Regions from separate parts of the Sus scrofa genome. Here region 2 is linked to region 1. Evidence: chromatin contacts called from public Hi-C data. All regions are on one chromosome and are shown on one strand. The core of a region is the stretch at or near the end of the contact, and the rest is flanking DNA. Distances in the headings are between cores, read along the strand shown. Region 1 holds the start of PRSS12 (neurotrypsin). Region 2 overlaps PRSS12 (neurotrypsin).

Region 1 (5,710 bases), core at 1,423-3,922:
GCCAACTGAAATCCCAAGATGAGCCTTCCTGGGCCATCATGTGAGAGGCGGAAGGTGGAGAGACAGTACTGAAGGAAAACAGTGATTCCTCTCAGAATTACCAAGAACCTATGACTGATGAACTCTGTTGACCCTACTAAAATAAGAAAATCAACCTTCCCCAGATATGTATTATACCCTAACACTTTTCCCCAGTAGTTTTAACTGTGCTTTTGGGGCCAGGAAAATATTAGTTAAAAGAATGAAACAGTGGGTAAAAATATCTTTTTTTTTTTGGCTTTTTAGGGCCACACCCGAAGCATATGGAGGTTCCCAGGCTAGGGGTCCAATAAGAGCTGTAGCTGCAGGCCTACACCACAGCCACAGCAACTCTGGATCCGAGCCATATCTCCAACCTACACCCCAGCTCAGGATAACACTGGATTCTTAACCTACTGAGTGAGGCCAGGGATGGAATCCGCATCCTCACTGATGCTAGTCAGGTTTGTTAACCACTGAGCCACAACAGGAACTTCAAAATAGCTTCTTTAGTTTCGTGTTTTGTGTAATTTTTGCCTTTTTTAACTGAAGTTTTCTTGATTAGCAATGTTGTGTTAATTTCTACTGTACAGCAAAGTGATTCAGTTACACACACACACACACACACACACACATATACGCACACTCTTTTTAAAAATATTCTTTTCCATTATGGTTTATCATTGGATTTTGAATGTAGTTCTCTGCACTGTACTGTAGGATCTTGTTGATTATCTCCTCCAGGTATCACAGTTTACATTTGGATAAAAGCATCTTGAATAAGAACATCTTTTTTTTTTTTTTAAGTTGTTATGGCTGCACCCATGGCATATGGAAGTTCCCAGGCCAGGGACTGACTAAGAGCAGCTGAGACCTAAGCCACAAGTGTGGAAATGCCTGTGCCTCAGCAGTGACCCAGCTGCTACAGTCGGATTCTTAACCCACTGCACCATGGTGGGAACCACAAAAACACCTTTTTTTAAATTTTATTTTATTTTTTGCTTTTTATGGCCACACCTATGGCATATGGAAGTTCCCAGGCTAGAGGTCAAATGGGAACTGTAGCTGCCACCCTATGCCACAGCTACAGCAAAGCCAGATCTCAGCCTTGTCTGCAAACTACACTGCAGCTCACGGCAACTCTGGATCCTTAACCCACTGAGTGAGGCTAGGGATTGAACCTCCATCCTCATGGATACTATTCGGATATGTTACTGTTGAGCCACAATGGGAACTCCCAAAAACATCTTGAATAAAGATTTGATAAATACATTCTTGGATTTCTATTATCATTTATTTGCCCAATTATCTCTGAATCAAGATCAAATATTTCATTAATAGGATAGAAAAAATTAAAAAAACAATGATTCAAAAATGTTAAACTAAGATGGATTATCTGAGCTGGGTTTAAGGAATTAATAAGTTTCTAACTGAAATCTGTTTTAACAATAACATCATGCTGAGGTTTCCTTTAGAATACAGTATATTATGGGTGGAGTTCAAGAGACAGACTACCCTGGGCTCAAGCCTGCTCAGGACAGAATCAGGTGGGGTGTGAATAAACATGTTTAACAACAACAGTAACAACAACGAAACAGAACACAATGAAACATGATTATGCCAGAAAGTAAAATATTACCTTCTTCACAGCCTTCCTTTCTCTTGTTAACTTTAGTGGCAAAGACAGAACAACTGAAAGGGGAAATCCTAAAACATCCATCTCCTGTGATCTTTTAAAAAATTCTAAGCCAACTTTTTTTGTGGCTGGAGGGGAGAAGTAGGGGGAGCTGTTGAAAAGGCTTTGCTAAGGTCGACAGCAGCTACAAAATTGCTGGCGGGCACGGTCCACTTCGGAGAGGCAAATGAGTAGGCTTAACTCAAGTCCCTGCCCCGGCAAAAACGAAGCAGGTGTTAGAGGGATGGACTTTTTGGAAAGGATGGAGACCCGGACGGATGAAGTCTTTGTTGGTTAGAAAGGAAATTTGGTATTAAGAGGACCTCGCTGAATCCAAATAATAACCAAACAACTGATGTTGTTCAGGACACCGGGTGGAAAGTGGGAGGCAGGAAATAGAAAAAGGCTCAAGCTGATTTCCCTGGGTCGGTTCAGGAATTTAATTTCAGCAAATGTTTATTGGAGCCTAATAAGTGTTGGCTACGGTGTTAAGCACTGGGATATAAAGCGGAACGAAACGTGGTCTTGTCCTTGAGGAGCTCACAGCTCAATAAAATGGCTTCGACATTCCTCCTGGGCTTTGATAACTTTTACCCTGGGACTTACCAGGGGAGAGGTGCAACTAAATCCATCCACACGTTTCTTCTAAAGATTTCAAAACAGGGGAAACGAGGCTCGGCACGGGGTGGGGAGGAGGATGAGAGATGCTGCAGAGGCTGGTGGCAGGCTCGGCAGCCGCCAGACGGGAGCTACGGGGGTGCCGCCTGCAAGCAAGGGTCAGCCAAGACAGACCCCCGCGTTGGCACCCACGGGCTAGACTCCAGCCCAGAGAGACCGCCGCGGTGCCAGCAGCTGGTCTGGCCAGACCCAGCGGGCTGACAGCCGGGAGCCGGGCAGGGGCAGCGCTGAGGTGCGGCTCCGGGGCGAGACTGCAGGCCCCGCGCCCGCAGCCAGGGGGCAGAGTTCCCGGACCCACACCACTGCCGGCTACCTGGGGCTCGGGCCCCACCACTGCCCGCCGGGTCCGCGCCTTCTCTTTGCGGGTCCTCTTCAACAGCGAGGCTCCGCGGGGCTCAAGATTTCCCCTCCCGCGACGGCTCCGGAGGTCCATGAGCAGAGGCGCGGCGGGGGACCCGCGGCAGGAGGCGAAGTGGGGAGGGGCAGGCGGTCAGCGCGCGCGGGACGGGAGGGGGCTCGAGTGGGGGATTCAGGCGACGCGCAGCCCCGCCCCCGCCCCCTCCTCTCCTCCCCTTCAGAACCCGCCGAGCTGGGGGAGCATGGACCAAACCCCGCTGCTCTGGCACCATGACGCTCGCCCGCTTCGCGGTGGCTCTGATTTTCGGGGCGCTCCCCGGAGTGGTCAGCTTTAATCCAGTCCTCAATTTTCCCCTTCACCATCGCCATCGCCATTCGCCCCCTCCAAGTCCCCGGTTGCCTTATCACTTTCCTACCCAGCAGCGGCCGCAGAGGACGCCTCCGCCGCCCCTTCTCCCGCGCGTCCTGCGCCCCCCGCCTGCGCTCCATGACCCGCGCCTGCACGCTGTCCACGCCGGGCACACGCCCCGACCGCACTCCGGGGACTGCCCCGCCGGCGAGCCCTTGGTCAACATGACGGACTTCGGCGCCCCTTGTCTGCGTTGGGCAGAGGTGCCACCGTTCCTCGAGCGGTCGCCCCCGGCGGGCTGGGCTCAACTACGAGGGCAGCGCCACAACTTTTGCCGGAGCCCCGACGGCGTGGGCAGACCCTGGTGCTTCTATGGGAACGTCCACGACAAGGTGGACTGGGGCTACTGCGACTGCAGATACGGTGAGTGGCGTCAGGGCAGCGGCAGCGACTCGGGACTGGCGGGGTGCCAGCCTGGCTAGGACAGGCGTTAGGTGCTCCTTGCAGAGAGAGGGTGGGAGCGGGTGCGGTTGCGGGTTTGCACTGCTCAGTGTGATGCCACTGTTACCAGCCAAATACATTTGTGCCTTGACTTTGAATTAGCAAGGTACGCTTTGTGTGTGAAGGTTATCTGGGGTGATAGTTTCTCTGCAAGGTGCTGGGCTCTGGGTTCCTGGATAAGGTCTTGTCTCTGGCCACTGTGTATGTGTATGTCTTGTGCGTGTGCGTTGGATGGATGTATGTTCTCTGGATCAGCTTGCCTTGAGAATGTCACCATGTTTACATAGAAGAGGCAAAGCAAAGAAAGAGTTTCTAATTGTTTTGGAAAGAGACATATTAAATCTAATATGACACCTTCCCCAGTCTCCACAGACCCAATTTGGGAAAGTGTGGTAAAATTTCTGCCTTACTCCCACCATTGACATGTGTTTGAAAAAGCCTGGCAAAATTTTCCGGTCAAAATACAATTTATCTATATGATGTTCACGTTCTGGGGCACAGTATGGTAAATATCACCAGTGAGTGAAGAAAAAGGAAAGGGAAAAGAGATAGGAATAGTAACTGTCTTAGAGAAGAAGCAACTTGATACAGTCAAGTGCAGTTTTCAAGAATGCCAGTATTCGGCTGTATATGTTATTTGTGGAAAATCAGGATTAGTTGATGATGAGATAAAGTTGGTAAGATGTTTTAGTTTTGTGGTAATAAAAGCATCCACATTAATAGATTTAATGTAAGTAAATAGTCTGCTTGAGCAGTGCTTAAATTTGAGTTGTTGGGGTTTTGTTTAATAGTAGGACTCCCTCCCCCTTTGTTAGCTTTGGAAGAAAAACCTTATGTCCTTCAAAGTTTGGATTTTTCTTAAAAAAATTTTTTTTTGGCTGCTCTTCTGTGGGACAGGGATTTCGTCAGTCGTGATTCTACGATATGTTGTACTTTGTACCTTTTGGAGGTACTTTGGAGGTTAACTTTCACAGGGCCATTCTTTCCCTTCAGAAATTTTTATTTATCTGTGCCTTCGATTGCATTAGTGCTTTGAGTTAAAGGAAAGTGATAGCAAGGTTAAGATCAATTATCCTTCATCCTAGAGAATGAAGTCATTGCTAGACTTGTGCCTCACAGACAGAATGCCAATGTGGCTGTAAAAAATTTGAGATTATATCAATCAGAGAGCCCTAGCAATGTTTCACTGTTTACTGTAAGAGCTTATTTATAGTAAAATCCATGTTTAGCAAACATTGACGGTTTTTTCATTTTTCTATTTTATAGTTCATGTTACCTATTATATATACAGAAAAAAATGTAATGCAGAGTTAAAACACTGTATAGTAATCTGCTTTCTCTTTCTGAGACATAACTCTTTTAACTTTATTCTGGATGAGAAGAGTAGCTTGTCCTTTGATTCTCTTCACCCTCTTGTGTTGAAAAGAAATTTAAAACTAAGAGCAGCACAGTCTTTGTGATGCCTTTATGTTCATAGCTAGTTCTCACCATACAAGACTCCAAATACTGCATAATAGTGTGTGTACTTCCTGAAGTGAAGTGGTTGAACACAAGAGAAACAAAAGAAACCACCCAAGATGGGAGATAAATGCCCCTTCTCCAAAAACAACAACGATAACAACAACAAAACCAACCCAGGAAAGCAATCTGCTGGCATGTAATAATTTAATTGCTTTAACAGACTCAGTCTTGATAACTCATTCTTTCATTTACTCCTTGGGCATAACTCATACCTTCAAAATGACTGGCATATTCCAAACCTTATGGCTTTCTTGGTTTTACACTTCAGTCAGGAGTGTGAACAAAGCTATTTTTCATGGAGTGGTGAAAAGAATATGGAATTGTGCTTTTGAAAACTCTAGTGTCTGCCTTAGTTCTGCCAGTAGCTATGCAGTGTTGAGTAAGACTCTTACCCCCCAGAGCTTTAGTTTACTTATCTGGAGAAAGGCGGTTTTTAGAATAGATTGATTCCGGGACTTTCTCAGCTCTGAGCATATACCAAAACAGCCTGGATTGATAATAACAGATAGTATTTATTGAGTATTTACTCTGTACTGGATGCTGAGCTAAGCATTTTATATATTAGTGTTCTCATTTAATTCTCATAGTGACATTATAAGATAGAGCACATT
Region 2 (5,710 bases), core at 2,177-4,676, 72 kb after region 1:
CAGTGGAGAGCCCTTGAGGGGGATTCAGAAGAGCAGTTATATTATCATTTGGAAACATTGCTCGATGGCAACGTGAAGGATGGCTAGAAAAAATTAAAACTTGGAGCAGCAAGGCCACTTAGCAGACTATTGCAGCAATCCAGGTGTGAAGTAACACATTAAGGCAAGATTGCCTGAGACTTTAAGACTAGGATATTTTAAAAATACTTTCCTTACTGTCTGTCCTGTTTCTCTGTTCACTGGTTGAAGACACAATTTTTAGATAATGTAAGATATATTTATACAGCCAATTTAGATGCAAGGATTATTTTAGCTAAGTGTCACAGCTCTTTTTCAAAGAATGGAAAACATTGTTGTGATAAAACTTTTTTTTTTTTTTTTTTAGGTTGAACAGTAATGTAATTATCTTAAAGGATATAAAAAGTTGACAAGGAAATGTCTCATAACTTGAGATTAAAGGTTATAAGCAGGGATTCCCATCGTGGCTCAGTGGAAATGAATCTGACTAGTATCCATGAGGATGCCAGTGAGCTGTGGTGTAGGTCGCAGACACGGCTCGGATCTGGCGTTCCTGTGGCTGTGGCATGGACCAGGGGCTACCGCTCTGACTCAGTTCCTAGCCTGGGAATCTCCATATGCTGCAGGTGCAGCACTAAAAAGACAATAAATAAATAAAGGTTACAATCAACATAAGAGACTGCATTAAAAAAAAATAAAATAAGGAGTTTTTTTCTGGGGCAGGAGATTAAGGATCCAGGGTTGTCACTGTAGTGGCTTATGTTGCTGCTGTGGCATGGGTTCAATCCCTGGCTTAGAAACTGCCACATGCTGTGGGCATGGCCAAAAAAACCCAAACCTCCAGAATGAAATAGGATGCCTAGTTTATGCCAAACTATTTCTCTAGACCAATGCTATCCAATAGAAATAAAATGTGAGCCACAAGTGCAAATCATATGTAACTTTAAATTTCCTAGTAGCCACATAAAAAGATTAAAAAACCGAATGACCAAAATTAATTTTAATGATATATTTTAATTCAGTATATCCAAAACATTATCATTGCAAAATATAAAATTGAGCTATTTGATACTCTTATTTTCTATAGAAGCCATGTATTTTGCATTCTTTTTTTCATGCTAAATATTCAAAGTCCTGAGCATAGTTTGTACTTTTTGCAAATCTTATTTTGGACCAACCACATTTCAAGTGCTCCCATAGCCACATGTGGCTACTGGCTACTGTATTGGATAGTGCGACTCGAGAGAACTTCTTCCATTCCAAAGCTACATGAAACATTTCAGCAGCACTTTCAAGGATGTGTTGATAGTTATTCTTGTGAGAAAGGTGTTAAATCACTTGGGGGTTGACTTTAAACCTGAGTACATTAATGAGGTGTATAGAACTTTTATAATACAGTAGTATCAGTACACAGAAAGCAGAAGTGAGAGTCATTTAAATATCTGATTATACTTCAAGACTATTACTTTTTACAGTTTCAGGATGTGAAATAATCCTAAACTTATTTAAAGTTCAAAGTGGAACCCACAAGAAGATAGTCTCTATATGCAATATATTCAAAAAAGCCTTCTAAACTTTAAAAGATATGTGATGATTTAAGGTTGAAAGCAGAATTATAAGGAATTGCAGGAAAGTTTAGTTTCATAGGTCACTAGCAAGTGCTTATATAAGCTAAATCATCTTTGTTGCATTGTTCAGTTTTTTGAGCTGACATAGTTAAGAAAATCAGTTTATATATTGCAATGTTGTCAGAGACCTATTTAGGGCTATTAGAATGTTTGAGCAACTTATAACTTCCAGTAATTTTATAGGAGTAAATGAAAGCTTATATTTAAAGTAGATCATCATTAGAAAATTCCAACTTTTGAAAACCACTTCTCTAAATTCATATTCAAGTACAGGCCTTATGCCCAGTGGAAGACTTTGAAGTTTTGATTAAAAAATTAAGGTGAGAGCTGTTAAATCTTTTTCCCTTTCAACAGTTAGATGCTCGTAGAAGGTAGGTGGTAAGTTGATAAACCTAGAGTTGGAGTTTTGGCAGATAAAAGGAAAGGATTGAACGTTTTTGCAAAAGGGTGATTATGGAATCCAAGCCTGGTAAGAAGGGATGTCATAAGCAGAGTGAGATTGAAATGAAAAAACTAGAGGCACCCAAGGACTAAAGTCCAGTGTCGTTCAAGAACTGTACAGCTGTGAAACTATAAAGATAGGACGTAGTTGAGTATGAGGTGCTTGAAATTGAGACTTCAAAAACGTGTCGTATTTGGTGAGTATCAACTCCAGGTGGGGGGCTGAGATGAAGTGGAGGATGTACTCTGCACGTGAGGAGGTTAGGGAACTAAATGGGAAAGAAAATTGCCGGGAATTGAGTCATTGAGAACTTTGTAAGTAGCAGTAGAGGGGAAGTGGGCAGGGGCTGAACTCTTCAGTGAGAAAAGAGGAAGTGACCAGGAGGTGGGCCAGATCCTGTACTCTAGGTTGGTGATTCTAAAATGTGGAAAATTTGTACCTTAGTGTTTATTTGGCAATGTCTGAAGACATTTTTGGTTGTCAGACTAGGGTGGTGTGTGTGTGTGTGTGTGTGCGCGCGCGCAGGCTACTGGCCTCTAGTACAGGGATGCTTTTAAACATCATGCAATGCACAGCACAGCTCCTTAGAATAGAGAACCATCTGGCCCCAAATGGCAGTAGTGCTGAGGTTGAGAAACTGCTTTCAGCAGATGTATCAGAATCAAGGTTATGTTGGCTGAAAAACAGGCTGAGAACTCTCAATCAAGTAAATACTGTGTTTCTATTTTAATTGAATAGTTTCTATGGAAAAAAGACACGCTCATTAAAAAATATACATTTTTTCATTCACTAAATTAATAAACATGTACTACATTGCTACTTAAGTGGCATCACTATTCTAGATGTGGAAGACAAATATCCCTGCCCTTGAGTCCGTCTTACTCAGGCAGAGGGAGACAGAGAACAACATATGTAAAAAATAGCAAATTGGATTGTTGTCAAGTACTGTTTTCAAAAAAAAAAAAGGAAAAGTAGAGCAGATGAGAGACTAATGAGTGAAGAAAAAAAGTCATGACAGTGGGTTAGAGTAGGAGGAGAGTGGTGAGGTCAGAGAAATGTAAAGTTAACCTTATAAAAGGGGTTAATAATTTGGAAGAGAGGCTTGAAAGTATCTGTCAAACTTCCTGGCAGATAGTGACCAGTTTTCAACATCTGAGACACCTTAGCTCTCTCTGCTTCTCAGGTATGGCAACAGCACGAGGAACTATGCTGTTCGAGTTGGGGATTATCATACTCTTGTGCCAGAAGAGTTTGAAGAAGAAATCGGAGTTCAGCAGATTGTGATTCACAGGCAGTATCGACCGGACAGCAGTGACTACGACATTGCCCTAGTTAGGTTACAAGGTCCAGAAGAGCAATGTGCCAGATTCAGCAGCCACGTTTTGCCAGCCTGTTTGCCGCTCTGGAGAGAGAGGCCACAGAAAACAGCCTCCAATTGTTACATAACCGGATGGGGCGACACAGGTAACATAACAAAAACAAAGGAACAAACAAGACCTGGGCACTTCCTCGTGTGTGAGATTATCCATACATTGGGGTGTAGAGTGGGGAATAAAATCTTAAAGGGGTTGAGGCTTTGTTGTTTGCTAACTATGCCAAGTGAGATGCAAGCATGTAATTTGGATTCATCTGCTGAGGGTACTGTGATTCCTATTAGAATTTAGGCCCTACCTCAGGACTAGGGCCTGGCTAGCAGTATTTTAAAAGGCTTTCCCACATGACTTTGATGTAGCTACCCCAGGAGGGGGCTTTGGTGTTTGACGGTTCCTTTGTAATGGTGGAGCACTTTTTCACACTAAATCTTATGGAGAATTCCTAAATAAAGAGCAGACAAAAAGTAGAGCTACCAAGGTTCAAGGGGAGGGATCCAACCCCCTTGAGTTTCTCCTTCATTGCCACCTGCTTCCCGTTCTTCCCATCTTCCCATCCTCGAGCAGGAGTGTAGTGTTCAGTTTATGTTCTCTCAGGCAAACAGCTTTTGAAAGTAGTGTTGCTAGAGTTAACCTCGACTGATGTTTGCTCAAGATGGTCTCTGAAACGGAACTAGGTCTCACCTGGACTAGGTGATTGATCACAAATGACTGTTGAGTACGGAGAAGTGATTAAGCTGACTGCTCTCCATTAAAAATCATTAGCACTGTTAACTATACTCTTGCAAAGAGCATCAAATATGTATTTCCACAGGTGATAATCCCAGTGAGGTTTTAGTGAGTAATTATTTCAGTGTTCATTTTATCTCATGCTACCTGAAATCTGGACTGGAGCTAATGCAGTGACAGTGCCAAACCCTTAAGCCACTGCACCACATGAGAACTCCCATAATGTCTTACAATGAATTATTCCAGTTGAGTAAATTGGATTGGAGAATAACGGTGAAATTTAGATCCAAGAAAAGGCTATCATGGGGGACCTATCAATTAAACATTTTGGTCACTACACAAAGAACTAGTGGCTTACTAGTAAATAATGAGTCCTGGACTTCCCCGGTGGCTCAGTGGGTAAAGGATACGATGTTGACACTCCTGTCGTACAGGTTCAGTCCTGGGCTTGGGAAATTCTGAATGCTGAGGGTTATGGCCAAAACCAAAACAAAATATCAAGTGGTTAAACTTAAGCCTATTTGTACCCTATTTGTTTCTGAATCATTTTTATAAAATACCACATTTCTATTTAGGATAGTAATTGTCACTTAAAATCCTCAAAAGTCAGTGAAGTAGATGAGTCTTAGAGGAATGGATATGCTAATACAAAACCAGCATGAATGCATCCTCAGTGTTTTTATAGAGAATGCAAATTCTAAAGCCTGCACAAATGTGCTTGCTCTTAGGCAAGTCCATAAATGTCACTCAAGTATTCTTCAAAAACCTCAGTACTGAGAAACAGCTTAGTGAAGGGTTTAGTTAAGTGCAGACGTTAAAAAAAAAAAAAGAAAACCAACCATTTAGGTTATCACTAATTTAAACTATACTAATGCCATAATAGGGCTTATTTCAAAACTATTATAAGTGTTTTTTAAACTGTTGCATTTAATTTTTCTAAGATTGTTAGCTGGAGTCTAACTCAATTATTTGGCCTGCATAGGACGAGCCTATTCCAGAACTCTGCAACAAGCAGCCATCCCCTTACTTCCCAAGAGGTTTTGTGAAGAGCGTTATAAGGGTCGATTTACAGGAAGGATGCTCTGTGCTGGAAACCTCCATGGACACAAACGTGTGGACAGCTGCCAGGGAGACAGCGGAGGACCCCTCATGTGTGAACGGCCAGGAGAGAACTGGGTTGTGTATGGGGTGACCTCCTGGGGATATGGCTGTGGGGTCAAGGATTCCCCTGGTGTTTATACCAAAGTCTCAGCCTTTGTACCTTGGATAAAAAGTGTCACCAAACTCTAGTCCTTCATGGAAACCACAAGAAAACAGTATTTAAAGGAACTGTTGGGAAATTTTCAGCATTGGCATTTAGCCAGACATGCCAACTAATGGGAATGGAGAGAGACCCATAATTCTCTGTATTTTTTTGTGATAAAAATTGGGTACCCTTTGCTGCTTGAGAATTTTTGATGAACATTTTGGTTACAGATACCTCAATGTAGTACTGATGGTCCTTAATTAGCATTGTTGTCTAC

Evidence for each region. Hi-C and Micro-C count contacts between places; a contact is called where the count stands out from the background.
Region 2: a Hi-C map of liver shows a contact between it and region 1, with 2.2 times the contacts expected there. The contact joins the enhancer-like site here to the promoter of PRSS12 in region 1. A contact is called at or near these places in 1 of 5 promoter capture datasets (liver), 7 of 47 Hi-C or Micro-C datasets (alveolar macrophages, embryonic fibroblasts, epiblast stem cells and 3 more) and 1 of 2 datasets of contacts at active chromatin or transcription factors (skeletal muscle).

The regions. Positions count from the first base shown.
Region 1 is chr8:105,118,857-105,124,566 of Sscrofa11.1, forward strand. PRSS12 (neurotrypsin) reads left to right here and starts at 2,673. Exons shown (of 13, transcript XM_003129227.4): 1 at 2,673-3,500. The coding sequence starts at 2,999.
Region 2 is chr8:105,189,840-105,195,549 of Sscrofa11.1, forward strand. PRSS12 (neurotrypsin) reads left to right here. Exons shown (of 13, transcript XM_003129227.4): 12 at 3,272-3,552; 13 at 5,170-5,710. The coding sequence ends at 5,477. Among named protein-coding and RNA genes, the nearest start is that of PRSS12, 71 kb to the left of the region's middle. Within about 2 kb of position 3,427, at least 12 of the 83 cell types and tissues checked have an H3K27ac peak or open chromatin away from gene starts, as enhancers often do. A contact at or near this core is called in alveolar macrophages and liver, where this site is marked.